2 separate regions of the Mus musculus genome follow, and region 1 is linked to region 2. The links are chromatin contacts, called in public Hi-C maps. All regions are on one chromosome and are shown on one strand. The core of a region is the stretch at or near the end of the contact, and the rest is flanking DNA. Distances in the headings are between cores, read along the strand shown.

Region 1 (2,965 bases), core at 301-2,800, 200 kb after region 2:
TATTATTTCATGTATGTGAGTACACTGTTGCTGTCTTCAGACACACCAGAAGAGGGCATCACATTCCCATTACAGATGGTTGTGAGCCACCATGTGGTTGCTCCGTATCAAACTCAGGACCTCTGGAAGAGCAGTCAGTGCTCTTAACCGCTGAGCCATCTCCCTAGCTCTTTTCTTACTTCTAATTCCCAGGCCCATGACTCCTCAAAACAGGAGAAGGAATGAGTCAGTTGGGATATATACATTCAAATTCCTACACTGCAACTCACCTAGCCCAAATTCTGCCTCTACTCCATGTGGTATGGTTTTGGGAAGACAGAAGACAGTACTGTATATAATTCTCAGGTACAGAGCACACAGTTTAAAGGTCTTTGGAGAATATATTTTGGCATTATGACCAAGGGATTCACTAAGCATTCCATAAAATACACAGAAGTCATATGGAATACCAGAATAGGCGATATGCCAATGAGTGGGTCTTAAAATTTAAGTTAAGAAGAGCATGGAACTTTATTTTCTTCTTCTTCTGATGAACAGATGTTCTTCCAATGGCCACTCATTCCTCAGGAGATACCCTTCCCTTCCTCTCAAGCCTCTGCCATGTCATTCACTGGGATCTGCTATAAGGATCTGGCCAGCCTAAGCTCTAGATATGCTGTGGTAATTGGTAGATATGAAGCTGGTCAGAGAATGAAGAGCTGTGGCTTCTAGTTCTCCACTGAGAACAACTTTGGGCCAGATATAGTTTTTAACATCAGACATGTTTTCAATACTTGAGCTCGACAATACATATAGTATCCACGCCATGAAATATAACATCCACTCACCTTATGTTTCCTCCCTAGGCGTCTTTCTGAAGGTCACTCTCCATCACATTGGTGTGGAGCCACCTTCCTGTAGAGAACTTGGACACCTGCACACTTCTGCTTCCCACCTCTCCTTCTTCCATCCTCAGTCTAGAATTTGGAATAGGTGAACTTTAGGAAAAGCAGGAGAAAAGATTCCATCCACCCTGTGCTCTCAGTAGATTGAGTTGAAGGAGGATGTTCCAGGGCCCAGGGGAAATATTTTATTAACCTGGAATCACTGTAAGGTCATCAGGTATTGCCACAAGAGTAACCCTTTTCTCTATCAGTCTGTCCTGGAAATCCATCTCACCAAGAAACATGTGAACTGCCTTGAATGAGTTCATCAGCCTTGGGTCCACTTGGAGAGATAGGAGAGCGAACCTATCAGCTTTCCTGGAAAGGAGTAAAAGACTAAGTGAGAAGTTATTTATATTTCTGGCTGTCACCTGCAGCAGGCTGTTAAGATTGCCCCATTGAGTGGCCTCTGCTTATTAATAGAGGGAGTGAAGGTAGAAAAATGGAGTTAATGTTGCAATGAGACATGACATAGCCTCGCGTTTCCAGGATTGGCCTGAAATGAATTAAAGCCAAATTATACCAACAAATCTGTCATGCTGCCCTGAAAACAGGAAGTCTGGGCTGAGCCAACATTAGTCACGGCACACACTGGCAAACTCTACCAGATTGGGGAATGAGAAATGTGCTTCATCTGCAAAAATTAACTTTTGGAATTTGTAGAGTGTTTTCCATTACCCACTCTCGACTCTCCAAAGGCCAGTCATCAAATATGCTTGGCTTACTTCTGCTTCTGCAGCACCATTAAGTGTATGAATTTGTATGAGAAATGGAATCCCAGCTAGCTGTGTGCCCTTGGATAAATGACCTCATCTTTCTGGGCCTGGATTTCTTTTGAAAAATGAGGAGCTTGGCATCTCATGATGCTGGGGTTTTCCTTCAGCTTTGTTGGGGATTAGGAAAGAGTATAGCAGACATTGGTCACACGCCCACAAAATGCTCCATACTGTGCTGAGAAATGGAGAGAGAAAAGAAGGAAGATGTATTCCTTTAAAGAGTTTCCAATATATGCAGGGAGCCACATACTTAGAAAACATGTGTATCTCTCTGTGTGTTATTCTACACAGACATCTACATCATCACAGTAAAAGTCATTTAAAATAGTTGCAAAACCAGTCTTCCTCCTGTGCTATGATGGTATACAAGATACAAAGCTGAAGAAGAAAGGCCCTAAATATATCATATTGCATATTACATATTGTTCTCCAGTTTGCAAGGCCAGCAACCCTTCCCCATGAATTCTGAGGGGAGGAAGAGAAGTGTATGTGCTATGCCATTACCACTCTCCAGCCTCTTTCAGAAGAGGGGCCGAGGAAGGAAGGGGAGTCATCACTGAATGAGTAGTTAGTGCTCTTGGGGAGGAGTTATTGCTTCTCATCCCCCAAACCAAGACTGAGAGGATCTGAGAGAATGTCTTCCGAAGCCTGGAAGCTGCTTAAGGACCCGGAGAATGGTGTTCAAGGTATTGACTGAGTGAATGGTAGGCTCTCAACCTTCTAGAGTCACACAGACATCCTAGGGAGTGAATGTCTAAGGGATGTTGGAGGAATGTACTGGAATATTCCAGCAGTGTCACACGGTCCTGCAAGGCCCATGCTCTCACATGCTCTCTGAGTCCTGGAGGTATATTTGAACCCTAGGAATTTAGTTCTGAAGGTTTTTTTTTCTTTTGAAGAGAGAAAGATCACTGCTTGAGCACACTAGCAGACTTGAAACAGATTGTAGGACAAAGTGAGAAATAGATTCAGCAGCTTCTATGTTATCTAGTTCCCAAGAAGCCACACGTAGAATGTGGTAAGGAAAGACTCATTACTCTTAGTTCATGAACACCACCAGGGATGCAGTCACTGTGGGTCCACCTTGGAAGACAATGTACCTAACGGCACATTGACTAACCTATACTCTAGGTCTTGGAGGTGTGACTGTGGTGTGAACAGATGGTGGGAGCCCCTTTGGGAGAGGCTCTCGGTTGTAGAGGGTGTTGGGGTTGAAGTTGATTTTCTCTGAAAATACACTATTCACACTATCAGCTGGAAGCCTTC
Region 2 (2,723 bases), core at 123-2,622:
TTCAGCTTGTACCAAAACTCTTTTGAGAGTTCGTTATCTGATGTTTCTTTCTCAAAGTAATTTGGCTAATTATCATATAATTCCTCATTAAGACGCTCTTCTGAGAAAATTGTAGGTTGTGTCGAATAGGCAGTTAAAAACTAACCAACACGGGGCTGGAGAGACGGCTCAGCAGTTAAGGATGTATATTGTTCCAGCACATGACATGAGTTTGATTCCCACCACCCACAGCAGGTAATTGACAATTATATATGTAAGGCTAGCCAAGGGATCTGACCTCACTCTGACCTTCTCCAGCATGTGAACATACACAGACCCACATATAACCATAAATAATTTTTTTAAAAAAAAGTAACCACTATATTCTTAAAGACAGGGAAGCATATATCTGTGTTTAGAGATACTAACCCTTGTGTTGTGACATAATGTAGGTGCCATTGCTTAGTCATAGGAAAACAGAGGCTAACTAGTGTGCCCAAGGTCATGCAAATAGAAAAATGGAGAAAAAAAAACTATAATTTAAGCCTGGGTTCTCTGGCTCTAGAGCCATGTTTCTCAACACTTTGGTGTCAAGTGACCTTTTCACAGGGGTTCACCCTAGACCGTCGGAAAACAGGGGTGTTTACATCACTCTTCATAACACTAGCAAAATTACAGTTATAAAGGAGCAATGGAAATAATTATATAGTTGGGGTCACCACAACATAAGGAACAGTATCGGGGAGGTTGAGAACCACTGACCACTGTTCTAGAGTCTTTACATTCAACAACTCGTAGTGCCAAGCTTGGCCTTCAGTTCATATCCGGTCTCCTGACGCGCACATGCGTGCATGCATACGTGCATGCGTGGGGTGGGGGGATTATTAGGTGTAAGGGGAAAGAGTTACTACAGAGCAACTGCCCCGGTGTTTAAGAACCAGCAGGCCCCTCTTACTTGGTTGTACATCTGAGGTAGCCGTGGATTGAGGAGCACCGGGTCTTTTCTAATGATTACAACTCCCTGTCTGGTTCACATGGGACCAGAGGAGCCCGCAGCATAATTATCACACGGCCCCATCCTCCAAACCCAGATATGTGACACCTGTCATAAATGATCTGGCTCCTACCTACAAAAACAGGCTCAATATCCAGTTTCCTCTGCCCTCTCGTTGGGCAGTTGAATGTTTGGGCCTCACACGACTGTGTTAGATGCAGCAGCCTGAGTCTTCAGCTGACCGAGCCGCAGCCCTCTGGAACCCTCTGATTCCAGTCTATCTAGTCATCAGGTCCTTCTCTTGTCTCCAGCCTCCCCCTTTTCAGTATTGACTCAAACCCTTGAAACTGCCCTCGTCGGAGACTTAGAAGTCCCTGGGGAAGGGGAGGAATGTTTGCCCAGCTCTTCACCCCTGTAACTAATCCCAGCTGGGAGGTGCCACGGCAGCACAGCTCACGAGTAAACTGCTACTGGGGAGCCCAAAGAGACAGACGCATCTGGAACAAGGCTGGTAGCTACCTTACAATTATGCTGGCCCCCAGAGGGTTACACATGCAGCCCCCATGGGCCCCTGCTAGAAACAGGTCCAGTGAGATCGGTCAGACACAAGACTCTCGTAGCTGTAAAACAACCCATGTGTATTGGTTAATCTATCAAGACCGTGGTGGTAACTTTACAGCATTGATAAGATGTTAATATAAGTCGGGCGGTGACCGGTAAGAAGGACACATGCTCCACTATGTTCATAGCAGCCTTATTTATAATAGCCAGATGCTGGAAAGAACCCAGATGCCCCTCAACAGAGGAATGGATACAGAAAATGTGGTACATGTACACAATGGAATACTACTCAGCTATTAAAAAATGAATTTATGAAATTCCTAGGCAAATGGATGGACCTGGAGGGCATCATCCTGAGTGAGGTAACCCAAACACAAAGGAACTCGCACAATATGTACTCACTGATAAGTGGATATTAGCCCAGAAACTTAGGATACCCAAGATATAAGATACAATTTGCTAAACACATGAAATTCAAGAAGAACGAAGACCAAAGTGTGGACACTTTGCCCCTTCTTAGAAATGGGAACAAAACACCCATTGAAGGAGCTACAGAGACAAAATTTGGAGCTGTGACGAAAGGATAGACCATCTAGTGATTGCCATATGCAGGGATCCATCCCATAATCAGCTCCCAAACGCTGACACCATTGCATACACTAGCAAGATTTTGCTGAAAGGACCCAGATATAGCTGTCTCTTGTGAGACTATGCCGGGGCCTAGCAAACACAGAAGTGGATGCTCACAGTCAGCTATTGGATGGCTCACAGGGCCCCCAATGGAGGAGCTAGAGAAATTACCCAAGGAGCTAAAGGGAACTGCAACCCTATAGGTGGAACAACATTATGAACTAACCAATACCCCGGAACTCTTGACTCTAGCTGCATATGTATCAAAAGATGGCCTAGTCGGCCATCACTGCAAAGAGAGGCCCATTGGACTTGCAAACTGTATATGCCCCAGTACAGGGGAACCCCAGGGCCAAAACGGGGGAGTGGGTGGGTAGTGGATTTGGGGGGGTGGGTATGGCGGACTTTTGGGATAGCATTGAAAATGTAAACGAGGAAAATACCTAATAAAAATAAAATAAAATTAAAAAAAAAAGTCGGGTGGTAGTGGCACACGCCTTTAACCCCAGAACTTGGGAGGCAGAGGCAGGCAGATTTCTGAGTTTGAGGCCAGCCTGGT

What was found. Hi-C and Micro-C count contacts between places; a contact is called where the count stands out from the background.
Region 1: a contact with region 2 is called in a Hi-C map of the C2C12 cell line, with 6 times the contacts expected there. The contact joins two enhancer-like sites. A contact is called at or near these places in 3 of 39 promoter capture datasets (the 3T3-L1 cell line and 3T3-L1-derived adipocytes) and 5 of 484 Hi-C or Micro-C datasets (the Ba/F3 cell line, the C2C12 cell line, the HPC-7 cell line and 2 more).

The regions. Positions count from the first base shown.
Region 1 is chr8:31,299,886-31,302,850 of GRCm38.p6, forward strand. No RefSeq gene overlaps it. Among named protein-coding and RNA genes, the nearest start is that of 7420700N18Rik, 66 kb to the right of the region's middle. Within about 2 kb of position 1,551, at least 35 of the 459 cell types and tissues checked have an H3K27ac peak or open chromatin away from gene starts, as enhancers often do. A contact at or near this core is called in the C2C12 cell line, where this site is marked.
Region 2 is chr8:31,100,114-31,102,836 of GRCm38.p6, forward strand. No RefSeq gene overlaps it. Among named protein-coding and RNA genes, the nearest start is that of Gm40484, 5.2 kb to the right of the region's middle. Within about 2 kb of position 1,373, at least 12 of the 459 cell types and tissues checked have an H3K27ac peak or open chromatin away from gene starts, as enhancers often do. A contact at or near this core is called in the C2C12 cell line, where this site is marked.